Regions from separate parts of the Mus musculus genome. Here region 1 is linked to region 2. A link is a contact called in public HiChIP or PLAC-seq data. All regions are on one chromosome and are shown on one strand. The core of a region is the stretch at or near the end of the contact, and the rest is flanking DNA. Distances in the headings are between cores, read along the strand shown. Region 1 has its middle 21 kb from the start of Bicral. Region 2 holds the start of Rrp36 (ribosomal RNA processing 36 homolog (S. cerevisiae)).

What was found. HiChIP or PLAC-seq counts read pairs in DNA pulled down with a chosen protein or histone mark.
Region 1: an H3K27ac HiChIP or PLAC-seq map of embryonic stem cells shows a contact between it and region 2, with 6 read pairs. The contact joins the enhancer-like site here to the promoter of Rrp36 in region 2. A contact is called at or near these places in 3 of 39 promoter capture datasets (embryonic stem cells, liver and neutrophils), 1 of 484 Hi-C or Micro-C datasets (embryonic stem cells), 8 of 115 datasets of contacts at active chromatin or transcription factors (bone marrow-derived macrophages, effector CD8 T cells, embryonic stem cells and 4 more) and 3 of 9 other capture datasets (adipose tissue, liver and pancreatic islet).

Annotation. Positions count from the first base shown.
Region 1 is chr17:46,850,929-46,854,203 of GRCm38.p6, reverse strand. It overlaps a transcript of Bicral not described here. Among named protein-coding and RNA genes, the nearest start is that of Bicral, 21 kb to the right of the region's middle. Within about 2 kb of position 1,288, at least 95 of the 459 cell types and tissues checked have an H3K27ac peak or open chromatin away from gene starts, as enhancers often do. A contact at or near this core is called in adipose tissue, embryonic stem cells and heart atrium, where this site is marked.
Region 2 is chr17:46,672,875-46,676,072 of GRCm38.p6, reverse strand. Rrp36 (ribosomal RNA processing 36 homolog (S. cerevisiae)) reads left to right here and starts at 1,747. Exons shown (of 7, transcript NM_144857.2): 1 at 1,747-1,876. The coding sequence starts at 1,786. It overlaps Klhdc3 (kelch domain containing 3), which reads left to right. Exons shown (of 12, transcript NM_027910.3): 12 at 921-1,523. The coding sequence ends at 987.

The DNA of each region.
Region 1 (3,275 bases), core at 39-2,538, 180 kb before region 2:
GCTATGGTCTAAGGGAGTAGGGTGGGGATTTGAACTCAGGGCTGCAAGCATTGCTAACGAGCAATCCACTGCGGAGGATTTTTGTTTTGAAACTTCAGTATCATAGTCGTGCTTAATTGCTTGGGCTCAAGTTTTGTGTTCATGTGATCCTCCTGCCTCAGTTTCCTAGTCCTAGGACTACCAGTGCAGAAGTGCTCATGTTCTTTATAGACGATTTGACCGCTGTGTAAAAGGTAGGGATTAGAAAGGTTTGCACTGTAGTCTGGTCCTGCAAGAGCGGAAGGAATCAAGAATGTCTTCTCAGCCGGGCGTGGTGGCGCACGCCTTTAATCCCAGCACTCGGGAGGCAGAGGCAGGCAGATTTCTGAGTTCGAGGCCAGCCTGGTCTACAAAGTGAGTTCCAGGACAGCCAGGGCTATAAAGAGAAACCCTGTCTTGAAAAACCAAAAAAAAAAAAAAAAAAAAAAAAAAGAATGCCTCTCATTTATGCTTCTCATTTATGGGCCAAGCTTTGAGTGGCTGACGGTGCCACTTAGAATTTGGAGACGACCAGAAGAGGACTAGCTGGCAAGGGATGGTGACAGGATTCATATGCCACTTGTTGGGTACCAAAATTGAGCTGTTAGAAGTCACTGGCTGGTGGGTGTGTCCTGGGAGCAGCCCAAGTCATGTGAGAGCACAGAAGTGGACCAAGCTGTGCAAGGACAGTAGTGTGCCCAGTGGAATGCTGAGGAGTTAGGCCGTGGCGGCATGCCCACCCATCTGACAAGCAGCTTCTCTGCCGTGTGAGTTGAAGGGCTGGGCTCAAAGAGTGGGGAGTAAATACTGCAGCGGGGTTACAGCCTCATTTTGAGTACTTGGTGTGGGGAGAGAATGTGTGTGTGTAGGTCTGTCAAGTCTTTCATCTTTAACATGGTTCTGGAGATCAAACCCAAGGCTTAGGCACTTTACCTCCAGAGCCATTTTCCAACATTTTCACATGAGCTGAGAGTATCTACCCAAGAGGGAGAGATTAATAAAACAGCAAGTCTGATAAAGGGGCAGGATTCTTGAGAAAGGACAAAGAATTTCAGATCTAAGAACAAGGTTTATCAGGGTGGGAGGAGAGTGGAGTGAAGGCAGAAAAGAAGAGCAGGAGTTAGAGGGAGTGAAACCTCGGAGGCGGGGATGGAGGGCAGGCTGTGGTGCTCTCACGCATGGCCAGCATCTTGCAGGAAGAACAGGTGGCGGCTGGTTTCAGAAGGAAGTTGTTGGTCATCTCGGGCTGCAGGGCAAGTGGGACATAAGACACCTGCAGGCTGCTGCCTGGAGCCCTGAGTCTGCGCACTGAGAGCTCTGTACTGCTGTGCTGTTTCCCAGCCCCAGTTTGACTTTTTGACCTTTGCACAGTTGCACTGGGGAGAGGGAGAGGTGTTGAGGGAAGAAAGTATCCAAAGGATGCCAGTGGAAATGTATAAAACCCTTAACCAGCTGGCTCCTCTTTGAGGCAGCTGGTAGTACTTTTTCTTAGGTTCGTGTCCCTTGAACTGGCTACAGAATAACAGTAGAGGGAAATTAGGGAAAAAGGGGGGGGGGCTGGTGAGATGGCTCAGCAGGTTAAGAGCGCCAACTGCTCTTCTGAAGGTCCTGAGTTCAAATCCCAGCAACCATATGATGACTCACAACCATCAGTAATGAGATCTGATGCCCTCTTCTGGGGTGTGTGAAGACAGCTACAGTGTACTTACATATAATAAATCTTTAAAAAAAAAAGGGGGGGGTGGGGGAGGCTGGAGAGATGGCTCAGCAGTTCCAAAGGTCCCGAGTTCAAATCCCAGCAACCACATGGTGGCTCACAACCATCCGTAATGAGATCTGACGCCCTCTTCTGGTGCGTCTGAAGACAGCTACTGTGTACTTAGATATAATAATAAATCTTTTTAAAAGAAAAGAAAAAAGGCATTCAAAATTGATTACTGTAACTGGCTTAGAAGATGCAGGGCCATTTGTTAGGGATGGAGGTTAAGAAGGCCTGAATATAGGGAGAAAGGATGCATTCCTGGGAGGTGTCTTAGTTGGATGGAAATAGTGGGGAAGAGAAACAGCCACTAAGCAGCAGCATGTGGGATGAGCAGAGCTCTCCCAGCAAGTAGTGTTAATAAAGATGCTTGAAGGATGCCTTGGGATGGGATGCTGGGTGGGGCCGCTGGGTCTTTACTGTCCTCTCTCCCTTCCCTCCAGTGCTTCCATTCAGGAAAGTCCCAAGGGCTCCCTTAGTCCTAGACACTCTTGAAAGGGTGTGACTTGTTTAATTATCAATTTCTTAATAAAGTTGTAAATTGAACACTTCCTGTTCTTGTGGCTTCTTTGGCTCACTGGCTACAAACACATCAAACACTGCGTTAGAAGAACCAAAGCTCTTAAGTCAGGATAGGTGTTGCCTCTCAAAGTGGCTTATTTCAGGTCCACCAAATCCAACTTCCTTACATCATCAGGAGTTCAACTTTGTTCCTGGCTAGAATGTAAACATTTCACAAATATTATTTGTCTCACTTTTATCCTGCTTCACACCCTGATGGCCTTTCAATACATGTTAAAGTCGGTGGGTACAGTGGCACACACCTTTAATCCCAGCTCTCAGGGAGGCAGAAGCAAGAGGATCTCTATATTTGAGGCCAGTGTGAACTACACTGGGTTCTAGGCCAAACTAGGCTACATGGTGAGATCCTGTCTGAAGATATTGCTGAAGGTCCATCCCTAGTTTCTGTATTATGAAAAGAGTCAATGACCTACCTAAGGTCCCTTGGGAAGAGTCCCTGAATTATTACATTTTGGCATTTATACTAAACTGTTTAATCTACAACTAGTACAGCTGTATACAGCTGAGATTTCTGAGGTCTAGCAAGTTAAAATTGACCTTGACCAGGCATGATGGCACTTGTCCTGTGGTGCTGGCTGAAAAGACCCAGGGTCCGAGGCTGAAGTAAGGATCACTTTAGGAGAGCGAGAGCTTGGACAACAGAGTTTTGGGGGTTGTTTTGTTTGGGGTAGAGGGATCGAGACAGGGTTTCTCTGTGTGGCCCTGGCTGTCCTGGAACTCACTCTGTAGACGAGGCTGGCCTCGAACTCAGAAATCCACCTGCTTCTGCCTCCCAAGTGCTAAAGGCGTGCACCACAACTGCCCAGCTGTTTTGGTTCTTTTTAAAAAATAAAGTCAAGGCTGCTGGGGTGAGGAGGTTCAGTGGTGAAACGAGCGGCCATGAACCTGACACCAGCCTCGACACATGCCGGAGCAG
Region 2 (3,198 bases), core at 498-2,997:
ATAGTTTTGTTTGTTTTCGTGATGTATTTTGACTAAATTTCAGGGTTGACTACAAAGAAGGTTGAAGAGTTTCTGGACTCCCTTAGGTCAGGAATGGAGAGAGGTTCCTATTTCTTGCCCGTATTGAGTTCAAATTGAGCACCAAAAGTCACTCCATGAGACATTGCCTCCTCTTGGTCATTCTAAGACATTCCTGCCTCCTTGAGCCAGGTTTTATTTTTTATTTTTTGGTTTCCCGAGACAGGGTTTCTCTGTATAGACCTGGCTGGCCTCTCCTTCCAAATGCTGGGATTAAAGGCGTGTGCCACCACACCCGGCTAATTCTTGCTTGTTAAGGTCTCTGTGTCCTTTGGTGACAGAGAATCACCAATTCACAGAATGAATCCCAGACTGGCCCCAATTTAACACGGGTGCGAATACCTTAATGCCGAGTACACGGCTTAGAGTCTTGTATAAGGAAGACTTAAGTCTTTGTAAAATGAAAGTGGTGTGGGAAGCATACTTTTAAGTTGGTGGGGTGGATGGGAAAATCTTTAGGTCCCAAAGTTTAGGGAGAACAGGAGGTCTGAATCAGGGCCTTAAAATAAGGGAAATTGGCAACAAGGGATTGACGCTCTGGTAAGGATGAGGGGGAAGTGCTGCCTGGCTGGCTGCAGACTGCAGAGCAGGAGAGGTACCTGGGGTGTTTACTAAAATGGGTACACCTGAGCCAGATGCTTAGGCTCAGAAGTCTGTATAAACATAAACAGGAAATCCCAGAGAACCTGGAGGTGGTTGAGTAGGAGGAGGTGGGAGTTGTAGTGGTAGGTGGGGTCTGGTGATTAACCCCTCTGTGGGAGTTTGGAGGGTGCTGTGTCATAGCTTTGTTGTCATAGAGACCACCTCTTCCGGTCTTCTCTGCCCATTGTTCACCTTTCCAGGTGGGAGCTCAACGCCATGACCACCAACAGCAATATCAGCCGCCCCATTGTCTCCTCCCATGGCTAGGAAGTTTATGCTGCCTCCCCTACTGAGCCCTCTCTTGTCTTCATTGCCCCTGCCCTTCTCACCCGCCTGCCCCTTTGGACCCTGGACTCGGTATACCTCCACGTGGAGTTGATGGACTAGAGGTGTTTTCTGTGCTGTGAATTCAGTGGGGAGTTTTTTGGGGGAGGGCATTTCCCTCCCTCCTTGGGCCGAGGGCCCCTTCCCTTGGTGCTCTGTCCCCATCCACCTCCCTCCACCGCTCCTGGGCCTTTGCTCTGCCCCAGTCTGGCTGGGTAGCCAGGCTGTGTGTGCTGGAAAGGGACAGGAGTGGGAGAAGCCAGCAGTGTTGGAGCCTCAGGAGCCTCCCTCTCCCCATGACCACCCTCTCCCTGCTTGAGCATCGCCCGGGAGCTGAGAGGAGCCTCGGCTGTTGGCATGAAACCCCCTCCCCAACCCGCGGTGGTGGGGACCAACAGACAGCTTCACCCTTCCTTGAGCTGTTGCTGTACCCCTGAAGCTCAGGCAGCTCTGACTTTATAAAACCTAAAACCTCCAAACGTGTCCTATTTCTGGCGACTACGATAGAGGGGTGGAGGCAAAGGGGCCACCCTTGCGGTTCTGGCTTCAGGGCCAAGCATCTGAAGAAATCCGATGCCACTGAGCCTGGCAGCCTCTCCGCAGACGTGAAGTTCTACGGCTGCGGGGCGGTGCTTCTGGCAGAACCCTCAGCACATTGGCTCAGGCTTCCGGAAAGGGTGGGACGTGGGACCTCGTCGTGAGCGGAAGTCGTGCAAGTTTTCAGCCCGGACTACGGAAGACATGCGGAAGGCTGGTTCTAGGGCTAGGGCTGAGGCCGAAGGTCCTCACCGTGCTATGGAGGGCGGGGAGGTGACTGGCGACCGGCTGAAGGGTGAGGACCTAAGGCTGGGGTGAGCGGGAGGCGTTTGGCTGCGGGAACAGAAGCCGCCCGAGTGCCGCGGTTCAATGGAGGCCGAGAGGAGCGGGTGCTTCCCGCTTTACGACTTTGGGAGAAGTTTCGTGGTTTGGTTTGGTTTGGTTTGGAACATGGCGGTGGGCGGGGTACGGAGGGCGGGGATGTCTCATAATGTGGCCCAGGCCAGTTTCGAACTCTTGGCCGCCCTGCCTTATTACCAAGTGCTGGGTTTATAGGTCTTAAGTCTCCGGGCCAGGCCTGGGCATATTCTTAAAGGGAGGATTTGGGTTCTTCCTAAGTCTAGTAGGGCGGGATGCGACTAACTAAACTGTATGCGTGCACTTGGAAATAAAGAATAACCAAACAGCAAAGCAAAAAGTTCGTTGTCGGTCCACTTAACCTCTAGAAAAGGGTATTTAGCCAGGCGGGTTAGTACACGCCTGACCAGCACTCGGGAGGCAGAGGCAGCCAGATTCCTGTGCACTCCAAACCAGCTTGGTCTACATATTCCAGTGATTCTCGACTTTCCTAATGCTGTGACACTGGTGACCCCAACCATAAAGTTATTTTGTTGCAACTTCATAACTGTGATTTTTGCTACTGTTATGAATAGTAATATAAATATGTTTTCTGATGGTCGTAGGCAACCCCTGTGAAAGGGGCTTTGGACACCTTCCCCAAAGGAGTTGAGACTCAGGTTGAGACCCTTTGACACAGTGACTTCCAAGCTGAGGGAGATGGAAGCCACTGGAGAGCTTTGAGTTCAGAATACCATGAAAATTAGCACAGGGAGGGATAAATCAGACTCTTTTTTACTATGCAAAAATAAATAGGTTCTGGCCAGGAGGTGGTGGCACATGCCTTTTTAATCTCAGAGCTCTAGAGGCAGAGGCAGGCAGAGCTCTGAGTTTGAGGCCAGCCTGATCTACAGAGGAAGTTCCAGGACAGCCAAGGCTACACAGATCCTGTCTAGCAACATTACAGAGTAGCACCTTGGCGACCAGTGCTGCCTAGCAAGTAAGGATGGTCTTTGCTATGTATCTGATGTGTGTGTGTGTGTGTGTGTGTGTGTGTGTGTGTGTGTGTGCGCGCGCGCGCGCGCGCTTGTGCAAGTATACGTACATGTGTGTGTCTTACAAAGTGGACGTGGAGCTCAGAAGACAGCTTTGGTCAGTCTGTCCCCTCCCTACACCATGTGACTCCAGGCTCTAACTTAGGTGGTCCAGCCTGGCAGGGCGTTCTTTTCATATTCTGAACCTAGCCCGATGAAGACTTTTCCTGCAGTGGGGAGGTACTGA